Linked DNA regions of Mus musculus: regions 1, 3 and 4 are each linked to region 2. The links are chromatin contacts, called in public ChIA-PET, HiChIP or PLAC-seq and promoter capture Hi-C maps. All regions are on one chromosome and are shown on one strand. The core of a region is the stretch at or near the end of the contact, and the rest is flanking DNA. Distances in the headings are between cores, read along the strand shown.

What was found. HiChIP or PLAC-seq counts read pairs in DNA pulled down with a chosen protein or histone mark. ChIA-PET counts read pairs in DNA pulled down with a chosen protein or histone mark. Capture Hi-C pulls out chosen DNA fragments and counts their contacts.
Region 1: a contact with region 2 is called in a promoter capture Hi-C map of liver. The contact joins the promoter of Limd1 here to the promoter of Cxcr6 in region 2. A contact is called at or near these places in 2 of 39 promoter capture datasets (the HPC-7 cell line and embryonic stem cells), 1 of 484 Hi-C or Micro-C datasets (bone marrow-derived macrophages), 2 of 115 datasets of contacts at active chromatin or transcription factors (effector CD8 T cells and microglia) and 2 of 9 other capture datasets (adipose tissue and liver).
Region 3: an RNA polymerase II ChIA-PET map of effector CD8 T cells shows a contact between it and region 2, with 19 read pairs. The contact joins the promoter of Sacm1l here to the promoter of Cxcr6 in region 2. A contact is called at or near these places in 3 of 39 promoter capture datasets (the C10 cell line, hippocampal neurons and macrophages), 1 of 15 datasets of contacts at CTCF or cohesin (pro-B cells), 11 of 484 Hi-C or Micro-C datasets (B cells, CD4 T cells, the G1E-ER4 cell line and 5 more), 6 of 115 datasets of contacts at active chromatin or transcription factors (the HPC-7 cell line, the NIH/3T3 cell line, the SCID.adh cell line and 3 more) and 2 of 9 other capture datasets (liver and pancreatic islet).
Region 4: a CTCF HiChIP or PLAC-seq map of CD8 T cells shows a contact between it and region 2, with 7 read pairs. The contact joins the enhancer-like site here to the promoter of Cxcr6 in region 2. A contact is called at or near these places in 1 of 15 datasets of contacts at CTCF or cohesin (CD8 T cells), 4 of 484 Hi-C or Micro-C datasets (CD4 T cells, adipose-derived mesenchymal stem cells, embryonic fibroblasts and 1 more), 3 of 115 datasets of contacts at active chromatin or transcription factors (CD8 T cells, effector CD8 T cells and microglia) and 1 of 9 other capture datasets (liver).

The regions. Positions count from the first base shown.
Region 1 is chr9:123,476,060-123,480,214 of GRCm38.p6, forward strand. Limd1 (LIM domains containing 1) reads left to right here and starts at 2,642. Exons shown (of 8, transcript NM_013860.2): 1 at 2,642-4,155. The coding sequence starts at 3,179.
Region 2 is chr9:123,805,191-123,809,118 of GRCm38.p6, forward strand. Cxcr6 (chemokine (C-X-C motif) receptor 6) reads left to right here and starts at 1,287. Exons shown (of 2, transcript NM_030712.4): 1 at 1,287-1,355. The region is part of intron 14 of Fyco1 (FYVE and coiled-coil domain containing 1); the gene reads right to left.
Region 3 is chr9:123,527,148-123,531,530 of GRCm38.p6, forward strand. It overlaps Sacm1l (SAC1 suppressor of actin mutations 1-like (yeast)), which reads left to right and starts at 2,606. Exons shown (of 20, transcript NM_030692.5): 1 at 2,606-2,774. The coding sequence starts at 2,743. n-TRacg2 (a tRNA gene) reads right to left here and starts at 2,350; the gene lies at 2,278-2,350.
Region 4 is chr9:124,140,946-124,145,327 of GRCm38.p6, forward strand. No RefSeq gene overlaps it. Among named protein-coding and RNA genes, the nearest start is that of Ccr5, 22 kb to the left of the region's middle. Within about 2 kb of position 2,911, at least 67 of the 459 cell types and tissues checked have an H3K27ac peak or open chromatin away from gene starts, as enhancers often do. A contact at or near this core is called in CD8 T cells and microglia, where this site is marked.

The sequences.
Region 1 (4,155 bases), core at 1,392-3,891, 330 kb before region 2:
CATTTTCAGTTTCTAAGTTTTGTAGTGCTGATGGTCAAACTCAGGGCCTTGCCTATGATAGGCAATTGATGTTCCACTGAGACAAATCTCCAGCTCTCAGATCTCTCTTTTTATTTTTTTTTCTTTTTGAGACAGTGTTTCACTAAGTTGTCTATGTTAGCCTTGAACTTACTTTTCAGTCCAGAAAGGCCTCAGACTTATGACTCTCCTCTTAAGTAACTAGGATTACACCACCAGATCTAGAAATATTTTGCCTTTTAAACAACTGATAGGCAATAATGAATACATTTTAAAAAATATCCACTCATCCATTCATCCATTAATTCATCCCTTCATTTAATGTGTGTATGTTGGAGGAGTTGAAGCTACTATATAGTTTCTGGAAATCAAACTCAGGTCAGCAGGCTTGGCAGCAAGTGCCTTTACCCGCTGGACCACCTTACAAGCCCTGAACACATCTTTTGAAATACTAGTCAACACATGTTTTCAAGTTCATGAAACAGACAAAAGTGGCCTATATTAAATAATTTTGGCATTAAATAAATGTGCACAGAATTAGGATTTTTTTTCGGTGTCTTCAGTATTGAACAGCGTCAGTAAAACATTCAAACATTGTGTATGGGTGTTTGGCTCACAAGTTTGTCTATGTCACATGCATTCAGTACCTAGAGAGACCAGAAGAGGGTGTTGTGGCAGTGGCGAGCCACCGTGTGGATGCTGGGAATCAAACCCAGGTCCTCTAAAATAACAGCTAGTACTCTTAAGTACTGACCCATCTCTCCAGCCCATGTCCAGCACTTCTAAGGATCACTTGCATAATGGTATATTGGATGCCATCTTTATAAGCTGCTGTTATTATTACTGTAGTTGTTGGGGGATGGAACCCAGGCCCTCATGTATGCCCAGCGAGTGTTCTATCACTGGGTTGTAGCTCTGGGTATAGGAGATTCTTTTAAAATAAAAATATTTAATCCTGGGCTGGAGAGATGGCTCAGCAGTAAAGAGCACACACTGTCCTTGCAAAGGATTGGAGTTCAGTTCCCAGTACTTACACAGGGCGCCACACAGCCACCTACGACTTCAGCTCTGGGGTTTCTGATTCTCTCTCTGGCTTAGAAGAACATCTGTCCTCTCTCCTCCCCCACCTCTCTCTTCCCCTTTCACCTACACACACACACACACACACACACACCATATATACACATAATTTGAAACTAAAATAACTTTAAAACCTAGTTTTAGTATAATGCTTTATAGCAGTACTCACTCTTCAAATTTTATTGTGCAAATCGTCTTCCCATCCCACAGATGCCGTAAAACACAAATCTGGGGTTAGTAGTTTGGGGCTGGAGCCTGGAACTCTTCATTTTCAACAAATATCCTGAACCTTCAGAGTCTACAGGACAGTGAACCATTTTTGTGTTTATAGAATATAAGAATATAAGCACTTCCATATATATTATCTTGTTTGTTCCTCGTCACAGTTTAGAGAGATTTGCCAAGACACATATGTTCAACCAAACCCTGCGCATATACAGGTGTAATGAAGTGGATAACTGATTAGCTGTCAACCAAAAAGGGGCATGCAGACAAATAAACAGCTGGAGCTGACCCTCCATACCTAGAGCTCCACATCTGAACAAGGGCAAGATACTCAGGAAAAGAAAAGGTGTTTATGTTAAACACATACAGATTTCATTTTCTTGTCATGATTCCTGAAAGACAACAAAACAAAACCAAACAAAACTGCTGAGAACTATTTGCATAACATTTACATCTATTAGGTAGTATGAGCAGAGACCTGGAAACATTTAAACTAGATGGGAGAAAGCCTGCAGGTCAGTGACTTCAGTATCCCTGGATTTAAATAGTGTTCAAACCAAGCAGGAAACAAAGGGGTTGTGGGTGGGGGTAACTTTACGGGGAGGTGATTTTAGCTGGGAAGGAAAGAAGAGACACCAGAAGCTGATCAGCAGGCTCTCGGCAGGCACTAGGAAGTTCCATCCACCGGGAGTTCAGGCAGGGAAGGTCCCAAATCAGAGGGAGGGTAGGCGGGGCAGTCAGGCCTGTTTGTAGAAGTGAAGGCGGGATTTCAAAATAAGTCCGGAGTAAGCCTTGAGGGTTCAAGTTCAAGAGTGACAGGCCTGGGATTGGTTTTAGATCACGCTGGCGGCTGTGTGGGAAACGTAAACTATCCCCAGTCACCTCATAGGAGCTATGTGTGTTATCTAGAGCCATGGCAACCTGGAGTGGTGAGAACTGCTTGGGGTTCAAGAAACCCAGTAAGGACGACAAGCCTCTCTGGGCACACTTAGGACGTCCAACACAGATGCTCTCATTCGAGGGGACCCGAGGGAAGCCTGGCGCACCCTTGACTCTCCAGCAGCGGCGGGAAACTGAACAGTCCGCGGCAAAAGTACTGCGGGAATTGCAACTCTCTCCCGGTGCCCAGAGAGGGACGCCAAAACTCGGCGTGCGCATCACTGGCCTGCAGGGGGCGCCCCGCCCCGCCCCGCTCCCGCCCCGCCCTCCGAGCCTCCGCCCCGCCCCGCCCCGCCCCGCCCCGCCCTCCGAGCCTCCGCCCCGCCCCGCCCCGCCCCGCCCTCCGAGCCTCCGCCCGCGCCCCTGCGCGGCCCGGGGCGGGCGCAGCCGGCCAGCGAGCTCCCGGGACTGACGACCCGCGCGCTCACTTCCGCGTCCCGCCGCCGGCCGCCGCCATCGGACAATGGGCCGCGCGCCGCGGCTGCAGTGAGCTCTGCTGGATCCGGCCACCGGCCCCAGGCCAGGGGCTGCCCGGTGTGTTTGCAAGTTCGATTGTTCGACGTGGATGTGAGTTTACTTTTTTTCTGTGGACGTTCTCTGTCTTCTTTCGCCTGTTTTGGGTTTTGTGACTTGGAGAAGAGAACTTTTCTAAGCAGGCCGGGCACGGCTGAAGGCTGCTCTGCCCCCACGTGGACGCTCCCCGGGGGAAAAGAAGTCTGAAAGTAAACTTAGCCCCGCTGGCCTGAAGGCCTCAACTCTGGCTGGACTGTGAGTTTTGGAGTCATGACCTTCTTGCTGGGCAGGTGGGAATCTTTATCTGCCTTAGGCTGGACCTGAAACCTCGGCCAGCACCCAAATCTCCCCCACCACATTCACACCTTGAACCAGGGCTAGGCCCCGGACACTGATCTACAACATGGATAAATACGATGATCTGGGCCTTGAGGCCAGTAAGTTCATCGAGGACCTGAACATGTATGAGGCCTCCAAGGATGGGCTCTTCCGGGTGGACAAGGGTGCTGGCAACAACCCAGAATTTGAGGAAACTCGAAGGGTGTTCGCGACCAAGATGGCCAAAATCCACCTCCAGCAGCAGCAACAGCAGCAGCTCCTACAGGAGGAGGCCCTACCTAGGGCAGGCAGAAGCCCGGTCAACGGTGGGAACCGTCAGGGTGCGAGCGGCAAGCTGGCTGCAGATGGGGCCGCTAAGCCTCCTCTGGCTGTGCCAACAGTGGCACCTGGATTAGCTACTACCACTGCGGCCGCGCAGCCCTCGTACCCATCTCAGGAGCAGAGGATCAGGCCATCTGCCCATGGTGCAAGGCCTGGCAGTCAGAACTGTGGTTCCAGGGAGGGGCCTGTGAGTTCCCAGAGACCTGCTTTACACGGCCTGAGTCCCTCCTGTGAAGACCCTTCCTGCCTCACTCACGGAGACTATTATGACAATTTCTCTTTGGCAAGCCCACAGTGGGGTGATAAACCTGAAGGGTGCCCCAGCGTGAGTCTGGGTGTAGGAAGTGGATGGCCTGGTTGCCCAGGGAATGACTCCACATTGCCCAAATCCTGTGGAGACCATCACCCTTACCAGCCACAGCTCTCCACAGTGTGCTCTGGCAGGTCTTTTGAAAGTGGCATCAGTGGCCAGGACGGTGGCATTGGTGGCCATAGCAGCGAGAAGCCAACAGGCCTTTGGTCCACTGCCTCCTCTCAGCGAGTGAACCTCGGTTTTTCTTCCATGGGCTTGGAGAATGGGACCTCCGCTCAACCCAAGGGCACAACTGTTTCAGCACCGATGGTCCCTAGCAGCGCCAGCCAAGGAGCTTGTCCGAAAAGAGATTCAGGTCTGGGATATGAGGCTTCAGGCAGGGTCTTCAAACCCCTTGTGGACACTCA
Region 2 (3,928 bases), core at 37-2,536:
AATCTCAGAGCAGTGAGATGGGCCTCTCTGTTCTTGAGGAAGACAAATAATTTTGAGAAGAGTACAGCAATGCTTGACAAATCTCAGGCCATTCTAGTACTATCCTATAAATGTAGTAAAACTGAAGGCTGTCTTGTCCTAAAAGGTATCTTTAAAATAGTTTTAGACTTATTTTATGTGTTTTGCTCATAGATATGAACTGAAGTTATGCATGGTTGTATGCTGCCATCTGGGTGCTGGTAATCGAATCTGTGTCTTTTGCAAGAACAGGAAGTGCTCTTAACTGCTGAGCCATCTTTCTAGCACCCAAAAGATTCTTTTAAAAGGAGAGGTGTTTCAACTATCTCCCGCTCAGTATTTGATGCAGCCTATGCATCTGTTCATTTGTTCATTGTTCACTGCATCCATGGGTAGGTGAGCAAAACCCAACAGTTGTAAATGGAAGCCTCCATATAATACCTTTCTTACAATAAAATCAAATACTAGTTTCTAGATTCTGGTCCTACTCCAAGTTCCTGACTTCCAGGCTAATTTTCCTGGAAGTCAGCAATGCTAGCTCACGGAAAGTAAAAACCAGACTGCATTAAGATCATAGTGTCTATCAAATAGAGGAAAGTCCAGGAGGCTAACCTCAGGCAGTTCTAGCAAAGCCAAGCACGGTAGGTGGGCACTGCCTGCCAGAGGCCTGTGGGGGCAGAGTGTAGGGCTATACCAGGTCCTCCAGCACAACCAACCACCTAGAAGCAACCTGTTCCATTGGTCTGTGAATGATCAGAAGCCTGAGCTTGTAGCTCTGAATTCACCAGTTATTTTGGCTCTGTTTCCTACATTCTCATCTGTAAATGGAGATAATACCTGGCCCTCAGCAATGTTTCAAGACATCTGTGGTAAATACTGGATCTACATTCATACAGAGCCTAATCCATAGCATGGGCTTTGTGTTGGCCCAGAACCAAAATGTTCCAAAGACATGTGTGACCAGTAAACAAAGTGATTTTCACAAACAAAGTCCACCATCGTCAGTGGACTGACAAAAGTCAAGTCTACTTTCTGCTCCCCTTTAGGAGAGCATTAATGGAAATCCTATTCGTTTTTAACAGCAGGAAATGTGCTAAGCCAAGAAAAAGGGAGTATGAAGCATCAGAATCATGCTTCATCTTTGACTCTCAAATTAAGTGGGCAGGTTTGTCAAGCTTGTCATGTGGATTCTGCCTATGGGATAGAGACGGGGGCAGGTCTCTAGCTGAAGGCTCTTAAGTATTTGACGGAAACACAGACCACATCACAGAGAACCAGAGGCAGACCTTTAGTGAGCACACTTCACTCTGGAACAAAGCTACTGGGCTTCTCTTCTGGTGAGTCATTTGCTTTCTTTTGCTGCATCTCTCATTCCTGTCTGCAGCAGGACCTGTGTATACGGTGCGAGCTACTGAATTCAGCTAGCCATGGCTCCCATCCCTCACTGCCATGGTTGCTGCAAGGGTTGGAGAAATGTGAGAACTGCTTCATTGGTTCTGGAATATAGCAAGTGGTTATAAAAGGATGGGAAAGGTAGTAACGGTATAATCAGACCCACCTAGGAATCCAGAGCAGTCTAGTCACTGGTCTTCTATTTTTAATCAATCTTTTTCTATTTTGTATCTTAAAAAAGTTCTTTTGTATCTTAAAAAACAAGCTATAATCCACAATAACTATCTACTTTTTTCAATATAAATCAACACACAACTGTAGACATTATAGACTACAAATAAGTAAATAAACAAAACAGATGAAATAAGTAATTTATAATTTTGCCAAAGGCCAATGCTGACAGAATTTGGTCCTTTAAGACTAGAGTAAAAAAAAAATTACAAATGTTATTAAAGGGTCTTTAAACAAGAGCCTATAGAATATGTGGTTCATGAAGCCTTAGAATTATAGCTGTATGGACTTTATTTCTCAGAGAAGGTCTACAGCTTCAATGAGATTCTCAAAGAGGTTTGTGACCACAAAAGGTTAAGTGTCAGGTGTGGCAGCAATCCCAGACCTTTGGAGGTGGAAGCAGGAAGATCAGAAGTATCATCTATTTGTTATAACAGTAATAGCCCATGGTGGGTTTGTGTGTGTGTGTGTGTTTCTCATATTTTTTTCTGTTTTCAGCAATTTAAATATACTGAAACTTCCAAAATAATTAGAAGTACTTCTTAAATATTTGGGTTACATTTTATGCTTTACATACAATTATAATTTGCTATTGGGCTTTTTAAAAAAAACATATCAAAAGTTTCATTACTGTTTCATTTTCCTTAATCAATATTTCAATTATAAAGAAATGTTAACTTTTTTTTATAAGAGACAGTGATTTTGTGTGCTTATGGTTGTAAAGCAAGCATTCTACTGACAGTCATCTCCCCAATCTAGTGAATTTCAATATTCTATTTGTATAGTCTAGTCCCTATCTACTAACATAACAGTGAATACGGATTTGTACATTTTCTGAAGAGCCATGCTAAGGTTGGATTCAGAAAAGAATAGGACAACAAAAAAGCAAATACAAGTGAGGTAACAACAGAGAACTGGAGGTAACTCTTGGGAAAGCAAAGGTGTTTCATATTTTAAAGGGTGAAAAAGAAATCATCCCCATGTGAGTCAATATGATACACACAAATACCTGACACTCCTTTAGCACCTCAGAAGGCTATGGGGCCGGATGCCTACCATCAGCTTATCAAGACCAGAGATCTATCCCGAGGTCTGGGTGTGGGGACTAGTTACTGAGTAGCCTAGTTTTAAAGGCAAGGTCCTTCCTTGATGGTGAGAAAAGGCATTATGGCTCTAGGGAAGGTATAAGTTCCAGAAGTGTTAGGGTGGACACTATTTCCGCTTAGGACTCAATTTTAGAGCAAGAAATGACCACATGGATTAAAAGGAAAGGATGTCTTCAACTTTTACATATCCTCATCTGACCAGGTAATATTTTGTCTTGGTAAATCTTACAGAAGTTCTGCCCAAACACTTCTTAAGGCATCTTTTAGAACCTTCACTGGCAGGATATGGATCTAGGACACTGGCAAGGTTGGCCTGGCACTCTCGGGCCAAACGCTGTGATAGTTGCCCATACAATCAGGCCACAGGTTATATTACCCCATGTCCTGCTTGTGGTCCTTGGTAGTCACAGGGCAAAGCAGGGTCAGAAACATAACAACCATGGAGGATCAAGTCCTGGGCAAGAAAGGCAGGCATGTGGCCTCTGCTGCAAACCTATTCAGCAGCCACTCCACCTCATGTGCCATTCTAACTGGCCTTCCATTGTGAGACCTTTAGGTCCTGAATGGCTAAAGGAAGTTAAAGCCATGCCTCCTTATGGGGGCATAAACCTTCCTAGAGATTCCCCAAAATACAGGGATGTCCAGAATCTGAGGTTCCAACATAGATGCCGGGAACTGTTAGAGGTGAAAAATGGAAAAGTTTAGTTTGGGGAGTCAGGGCAGTACCTTAATTTCCTGTCAACGTTCTGGGCACACGGTTTTCCACGAGACAATTGCTCTCTTTACACTGTCCAGCTGAGGAGAAGCGTAAACAGGAAGTACTCCCCAGTCACATGCAGTCCTTATCATCCTCCAAGCCCCTGAGGATAGCAGTAAGGACGTTTTCTAGAAGAGGCACTTGATTTGGCTCTTATGACTTTTTAACAATGAATGGGGCTATCTTAGTTAGGGTTTCTAATGTGATAAAATACCAGACCAAAAGCAACTTGGGGACGAAAGGGCTTATTTTATCCCATGAGTCCTGATCACAGTTCATTAAGGGAAGGAGCTGAGGAGAAGGAACTGAGCAGAGACCATGGAGGAGTGCTGCTTATTTGGCTTGTTCTTTCTAACATGAGTATTCTGTTTTGTTTTGTGTTTTTTAATAGCCCAGAGGTGTCCCCACCCAAAATGAGCTGGGC
Region 3 (4,383 bases), core at 1,356-3,855, 280 kb before region 2:
CTATCCTTTTTTCACCTAACTAGTGGTAAGGGGTTGAAAGGGTAGAAAAAAAAAAGGGTGGAGAAGGGTAGAAGAATGAAGAACCTACAAGTGTGGGCTACAATGGGATAACAACTGAATTTACCTTATAAAGTTGTATGGGTTGATTAAATTTATCTAAATAAAATGCTTAGAGAAGCATGAAGTTACTGATCAGTTTGATAAGTTTTAAGAATTGATAATTACAGCAGGATGATAAAGAAGATAAAATATAAGCAGATTAAGGTAAATTCAAGCACAAATTTTAAAAAGCACTTATATACTAATAGTAAATGTGAATATATGAGTGAAAACTAAACAATTTTAAGGAAAGGGTAAAGAATAAACTGTCAGAAAGACTAATGTGTAACAACCAAAGAGCTCCTGTGCTCTTGCAGAAGACCTGAGTTCTGTTTCAAGCACCTGCCTTGGCTGGCTGTACCTAGCTCCAAGGGGGATCTCATACTTTTAGTCTCATAAAGCACTTGCACGAGCACACACACACAGATAAACAATGAAAAATAAAATCTTTTCAAGGTCAAGTTTGTGAGAAAAAAAGATTGAATACACCAGGAGAGAATAATCAATAGGCCAAGAAATGAAAGTAAAAAGGAAGTTGTTTTTCACTTATGAAAGCTGTAAAGAAACTATAATTTATATTTGTATGTGGATGCTTTATTTTTTTTAAAGATAAGGTCTCCAGATCAACACCTCTCTGTCTCAAATTCTAGAATTTTAGGTATATGCTAGTACATGAGACTTGGATATCTAATTTATATGTTATATGTATTCATAAATATCTAATGTTGATTAGCATGTGTGGAAACATTCTGGTGACAGAGGGTATATTGTTTTAATTTTTCCACAGAGCAATTTGAAAATATGTACCAAAAATCTAAATGCCTATGAGATGGACCTTTAAAGTGTCCACTTATCCACCCAAATAGAACATCTTAAAGCAAGAACTCTTAAACCAGGTGTGGTTGGTGGTGCTTGCTTATAACCTCAGCACCTTGGGAGCTTGAATCAGAGTTCCAAGTCCATTTCCATAGCCAAGTAAAGGCCCACTGTCTTATATAAGACAGCCTCAGTCAGTCTCTCTTTCTCTTCCCCTCCCCCCTCTGCACGTACACACATCACACACACCCTTCAAAACAAAACACACAACAAAACAAAAAAAAAAAACCCTCATTTTTTTTAAGTGCTAAAACTGACAACAATGCATATTAATGATCTCAAATCTCAGACAAAAAATTAAAGAGCAAACAAAAAATACTGTTAGCTGGGCAGTAGTGGTGCGTGCTTTTACACCAGTATTCAGGAGGCAGAGGCAGGGATCTCTGAGTTGGAGGCCAGCCTGGTTACAGAGCAAGTTCCAGGACAGTCAAAACTACACAGGGAAACCCGGTCTCGAGAAACAACCCACTATAACTTCATTAAAAGCAAACTAAATCCTCAGAAGTGTAGAAGCCTGGTATGGTATCTTGTACCTTAAATTCCAGTACTCTGGAAAGCAAAGGCAGCCATTTGGCCTGGTCTATATCCAGCAGTATGGACTGCAGGAGTGAGCCACACCCCTTGGTCCTTGGTCTAATTCTGCCCCAATAATTTCCTTTATCTGATACAGTTTTAATAAACTCCTGGGGAGTGGGGTATGTTTTCTAGGACAACTTAATCATGGAGTGACTGGTTAATGAATAGGCTGAGCCCTGCTCCCGATCCACCTTCGTCACATCTGTTTCTGGCTATCTCAGGTCTTACGTAAAATGTTCATGTACTCGTTTTTCTGGGCCTCTTACTGCGAAATCCCCGAATTTTTAAGGTTTCCTTGTGCAGTGGAGGCTAGGTCGGCTTTGCAAGCGGAGCTAGCCAAGGCCGCTGTACCAATCATGAAGAGCAGAAGCTACGCCCTTCTCATGTCAGTGCCGTCTGTGTTCTACCAGCTAGGAGCTTTCGGTGAGATTTTTCCGTCATCGGGTGGGAAGACATTGGCCACGCATGTCCCTGTCCCTGATTGCAAACCTCCACTCTCAAGAGTGTTTTCGTAAGAGTACATTTCCAGACTCCTGCGCAATTTTAAGAACAGGGGAGCTAGGAAACTTGCAAACCGTTTTAGGTAACTCCGGGTTTCAAATACAGCCAAGAAGGTATTATTTTTTCGCAAAGCAACATTAAAACGTAAGACATTTGACCTTGACAATCTAGCTATGATCCTTTTCAAGCAGGCCTTCCAAGGTTCAGGAAAAAGATCGCACACGTCGAGCCAGCCAGGAGTCGAACCTAGAATCTTCTGATCCGTAGTCAGACGCGTTATCCATTGCGCCACTGGCCCGGTGCTGAGGAGGCCTCCTCCACGATAAGTGATCTCCAATTACACAGCTTCACTATGCTTCCTGCTTCTAACCTCAGTCTGGTCGGTTTGTTGAATGTCGCGACTCAGTGCAAAGCTACCGGGACTCCGCCTTTCTCTGCAACGCGTTACACCAATCCCCAGAGGCGACGTCACGGCGTTCTTTGGTCCGCTCCAATCCGCGCATCGGAGGCGTGCCTCGCAGCTCACTGGTTTGTCCGCCGCCGGCTCCCGTGCTCGCCCGAGAGGCGGACCCGGGAGGGGGTGGGGCCAGGCCGAGGCTCCTTGACCACCGCGCCTGGGGAGCGGTCGCCGCGGAGCCGGGGTGGCAGCGGGCTACACTGCGGGTGGAGCGAAGAGGAGGAAGCTGCACGATGGCGGCCGCAGCCTACGAGCATCTGAAGCTGTGAGTCCCGCGGGCTGCGGCCGCTGACAGGAAGGGCGGAGGGGCGAGCGGGCGCCGAGGCCCGGGAGTGTGCGGCCCGCACCGGCCGAGCTCGCGGGCTGGGCTTTCCCCGTCCAGCCTGGCTGCAGCGTAGGCCAGTGTCCCGCAGCCTCGCCCGCCGCTGGACCTGGCGCGGTGAGCCGAGCCGCAGCCCGCAGCACCGGAGGCTGCAGCCAGCTTTCCCTGGGTGGCCTCCGGGAGAGGCCTTTTTCACCGGGCGTGCTCTGACGTCCGCCGGCAGAGCTAACCTTTCTCTTGGTTTCAGGCTTTCTGGGCCTGGGAGTCTCAATGACGGGTCCTTCTTAGGGCGCAGCAATAATTTAGTCAGATGTCCTAAGGGCCGGTCGAATTTACTGTGCTTATTCCAACAGACTGCGTCGACAGCTACAGTAGGCTCGCCTCTATTTTGGCGTAGCAATGTTGAGTTTTGGCAAAGCCAGGACTTGAGGTTTTGAGGCCCAGCCACTGGATGTTTAGAGGTGCAAAAAAAAAAAAAAATAGACATTTATAAGCTCTTTGGCTCGTCCTGGGTTAGAGGAGATGGGGGATAATTTCTCTTGTGTTACCCTCAGCACCTACACTCCTTGTTTGTGAATAACTTCGCCCTAACCGCTTTAATAATTTACCACGGTCTGGGAATGCCTTTAGTAGCAGAAGCAAATATAACTTTCGAAAAGCCAAGTTAAATTATCCTGTTAATTAGACATAGACATCCCAGTTCGTTTGCAGGAAACAAATGTAGTTTGGGTACGCCCAATGAATAACTGAAGGTGTAAAGTTATGAGTCCAGAATTTGGAGGGAGGCCATCTGCCCAACACTTTTCATGTTTTGCTGTGTTCACCCTTTATGCCTCTTCTGCTTGCTACATACAGTTCTCTTTGAAAAGCCCAGCGCCACCCTTCCTTCCACATTTCTTTTAATTAGTTTTCCTTTGTAAAGTGAATAATCACCTTATTGGTGACAGTTGAAGCAAAGTGTACTTACTGGTCTATGTCCGGCCCGAGTCACATGTCCTTTACTGGCAAATTAGGTTATTGTCCACCTGATAGTTGTTGAAGGGCTGAACATGATCTTACACTAGGTCTCAGATGTGTTTAAGCAATTTGGAGTCTTGCCTTGAAGTAGCTCGGCTTTCGGTTACAGGATATTGTTGAGTTTTCCTGCATCGAAGAATAATTGAGATGGATAACTTGAGAATTAGGAAGATTATTTTTGAGCTGCCCAGGCACTGAGTTTCACCAGGCCAGACCTCAATACAGGCAGCCATCCTCCTTGATTCCTGGGCAGGTTATTCAACCTCTGTGAATAATTCTTTTATATATAAAATTAAAAAATAAGAGTGTTCATACTTCATCCTTACCATCCTCTCCAGTTCAGACTTCACTACAGGCAGACACCATTTTATGTGTACACAGAAGAGAAGGGAATTTATCCTTTAGAAGTGGAAATGGTGGTTTTGTAATGAAGTGGAAACTATGAGTCTGGGGTTATATGGACATTCATATCAGTCTTTAGGGTTTGGATGTTTCTATAAATGTGAAGATAGAACTTGATTGCAAGTGTTTCTTT
Region 4 (4,382 bases), core at 1,661-4,160, 340 kb after region 2:
ATCAGACTCCAAAAATTTGATCCAACCCAACTTAGTGAAGCTGAACCAAGTTTTCATTCTTACCTCTTTGTGAATGTTTTTTACTGCTGATTATGACATTTTTAAGGACCCCCACAAGGGAGAATTTAAAAAACAATGGAACTGGAATCCATTTCAGAGATATTAGTCTACTATAGTGGAGAGAAAATAGTACAGCAGAGTATCAGGCATCATAGCCAGGAAGCACAAGAATAAGAGCTGCTTTGGTTGGTTTTCTTTTTCTTCCTTTTTATCCCATCTGTGATCCTAACCTGTAGGATGGCACTCTCTACTTTCAGAGCATGTCTTCCCCCTCAGTACTAAAGAGAGTAAGGAGAACTCTAAAGGATGCAGGAATAATATTGTAGATTGCAGCCATTGCCTGTAGGCTGAGGCAGAGAACTCAAAGAAGGTGAAGACAGAAGACATATAAGATGGATTTTGCATGGAACATATAGGGTGAAGAATCCAGTATGAGTGACAGTTTTGAACCTTTTATTGGTGATGGCTTGTGGAGACAGTGGTGGAAGAGTCAGGCTGAAGACAGAGATGTGACTAGTGATTATTAGAGAATATAATAGAGGAATTGTCTCAGATATACAGGCCCCGAATGAAAGCATTAATGGCTCTAAATGTGATAAGAGAAGTTGGAAGATCATGAAGACCTGAATATAGGGAGAGGTTAAAAAGTCAAGCTTGGCTTTCAACTCATGGAAATGAAGAACACTCACTGGCTTTAGAATGTGGGAGGATGACTTCTGTTTTAAAGACAAGTTTAGTTAGAAATCATGAGGGAAATCTAGGCAGTAAGGAAACTGGGTATGAAATACTGGCAGGGAACTAAGAAGATTAACTAAATAGAGATATAAACCTGGCTGTCATGGGCAATGGATGCCACAGGGTGAACAAAATACCTCATACAGAATTTAAAGAAATGCAAGCATCTAAAGAACAAGAAAATTTGCTAGGAGAGTCAAAAGTACTTTAGTACTAGAAGTACATAGAGGCCCGAGATAGAGGACCTGAAAAGAAGAGAAAGTAAAGTGTCAGCAATTGTAAATGCTGTAAAGATTGCCACATTGTGGGGAATTGGGCTATGCACAGACAGGCTGGTCTCCAGTTGAACTGAGGTCTGAACCCCAGTGGTGATAATTCACCTACATGACACGGTAGATGTTCCCTTATGCTCCTGGAACTCTGGCCCCTGTCTGAGTTACTGCGCCCCACAGCCCCCACAAGAGAAGCATGGTCAGTAGTCACGTAGGCAATGACCCAAGCTTCTGACCTTCAGGCTAAACTCCTCCCCAGTTACCTAGCAACAGTAAAGACCATAAAAGGGGCTGTTAGGCCCCCACCTTGCACTCTTACTTCTTACTCTACTTGTCTCTCTTACTTCTTACCCCTCACTCTCACCTTCTCTCCTCTCTGTCTTCTTTTTTCTTCTCCTCTGTCTTCTGCTCTCCTTTCCTCTCTCCTCTCTCTTACTCTCTTTTTCTCTAGCCTTTCCTCTGTCTCTGTCTCTCTGTCTCGTCTCTCTATCTCTCTCTGTCTCTCTCTGTCTCTCTCTGTCTCTCTCTGTCTCTCTCTGTCTCTCTCTCTCTCTCTCTCTCTCTCTCTCTCTCTCTCTCTCTCTCTCTCCCTTCACTCTTTCTCCCTGCCTTTCTGTAATAAAGCTCTAAAACCATAGAATGTCTCTGCTCATCAAGGCCCACTGTACTTGGAGGATGGGACAGGATTTCTCCTAATGAGCAGTTTCTAATCTCCCATTAGAAGGCCTTCCTGTGCTCCAGTCAAGATCCACAGAACTCACTCTCGCAGGTGTTGGGAACCTCTTCCCTCATCCCTCTCTGGTGGCTTTAGCAAAGTAGCTCTGGGGTTCTCAGGTAGGGCTGCCCCTTGGCCACTTCCTGAAGAGTGGGTCAGAGGCTTGAATGCCCACCCAGGGCTGAGTGGAAAGTGTATGGCAGCTCTCCCACACCTGACAAACCAGAGAATAGGTAAAACTCTGGCAGGGTGTGGGTCTTTTCCTTTCCCCTCTTCCCCGGGCCTCTTTTTTGTTCCCAACAGCACATGACATGGGTAGACAACAAAACATCCACAGCCTTGTGATGGTATAAGAATGACAGGCCACTCAGTTCCTGCCTGCATCTTCCTCAGTGATCTGTTGTAAAAGAATGAAAAACAAAACAAAACAGACAAACAAAACCAAAAGACAAAAAAATACATTTTTCTTTACAGAAAAATGCATTTCTCTTTTTTTTTTGTTCCCATGTCTGTTCTCTTCAGAATGTATGAGACCAGCCTGTGGTTTAGAGAGTCTGGTTTCCTTGAGGCGGAGGTGTTTATTAAGAACCATTCCAGACGGTGTAGCTGAATCCTTTGAGAGGACAAGATGAGGGTCATTGACTCTAGGGTAGATAGGAATGGCTCAAATCATATCCTTGAAGACTCTGAAGCCTGTGAAAGTAATGATGTGCAACCCCTCACAAGTCTCAGAAACTGTCCCTGGAGATATCTGGCAGGGAAGAAGCAGAGCTTTCTAAATGTTCAACATGTTTTAGAATCTAAGACATCCATGTAGGCTGTAGCACAGACTGAGACTCTTTTCCTGTACAATTAGAATAAGTCATAATTTAATTTTATTATAAAAACTTTTGTAAAATGAGAATGTATCTAATTTTTTAATTTTAAAATATTGAAACATAAAACATTTTTATTAGAGGTTATCCAAACCCCATCAATCTTGGGTGTCCAAATAGACATCCAAGAAGAGGAAATAGAGTAAGAAAAATGGGGGCTGGGCAGATGTCTCAATCTCTGATCTTTTTGTTCACATTTTGTGGACAGAATAAAAAGCCAACCTAATGGTCTGGTGGAGAAATAGATACTGTGCCCTCACTGGACACATGACTTCCTCTTTCAGGTTGACGTGTCCCTGTGTGGTTTCTATAGTCTTACAAAACTGTGGCTTTATAAATTTTAGTTTTCATTTCTTATTTTTCAGAGTAAATAAAATTTGTAAGAAATCCAGATTGCCTTTTCTAATTATAAAGGATGCTATGAGAGCTGTTCAGGTGCTCTCTTCAGGACCAATACACTTACCACTCCCTTGGTTACTAGGCATGGAGCTACTGAGACCTGGAACTACCTGTCCAGGCTATAATGCTTCATAGTAAGTGGATGAATATGGAAGCTGATGGAAAGGCTTGGTTCAGAACATTCCTTAATGTGGTTGGACATTTACGGACTGTTCAGCTATATAAATAAGGACATAGAGACTCTGGTATATTTTTAAAGCTTAGGGTTTAACTTGGAGCTACCCCCCAGATCCTCTAACTTGACTATTTTTCCCATGTCCCACAATGACCTGTTGTGCCTCTCCGCTCATGTTCGCATCCATCCACCTCCAAATCATCTCCCTAAATTTCTGCTTCTGCTTTTTTCCCCCATTGTCCCTTTCTCTCTAACAGAAGTCCTACCTTCCACTTCATGCCAAGCTATTGGCCCTCAGATTTTTATTAAAACCAATCAGAGAATCCCTTAGGCAAGTGAGGAAGGACAGAGACACACCTTTACGCGGTGCACTCCAACACCTCAAGGCCATCTTATCTCTACTGTCCCTTATAGTATTAGTTGAACACTGGTTGTTACTACATTATGGCTCCTTCTATGCTACCTGATTCCTCATCCTGTCCCATAGGGAAGTCTCTAACTAACAAGCTTTCCATATACATGCTTCACACCCTCTTGGAGCTCTGGATCCCCAGGAATCTAAATGATCTGATTCTTGGTTTTAGTTTTTTACTTTCACTGAAAATTACAGATGTTGACAGGTGTTAAAATGTTACCACTTGGATTCTGTGGCATTTCCCCCCATGCTTCATCTCTATGTTACCAAAAAGTAGTTCTCCAAAACTCACAACACATGAATATTTATTCATGTAAACTTAAAGAACTAACCCGGCAGAAAACAGATTGTTTCCTAAAAGTAGTTTTGGTACTTTCCCCACTAAGGACCATAGACAATTAGAATAGATGCTATTTGAAAGTTTCACCATTGTGTATTTTTTTTAAAAATATTTATTTATTTATTTATTTATTTATTTATTTATTTATTTATTTATTATATGTAAGTACACTGTAGTGTGACTTCAGACACTCCAGAAGAGAGCATCAGATTTTGTTATGGATGATTGTGAGCCACCATGTGGTTGCTGGGATTTGAACTCAGGACCTTTGGAAGAGCAGTCAACTCTCTTAACCACTGAGCCAGCTCACCAGCCCCTGTATATTCTTTATTTTTATAGACATTTTAAATGTTCTATAATGTAGTTAAAATTAGATGACTAGATAATCTATGAAAA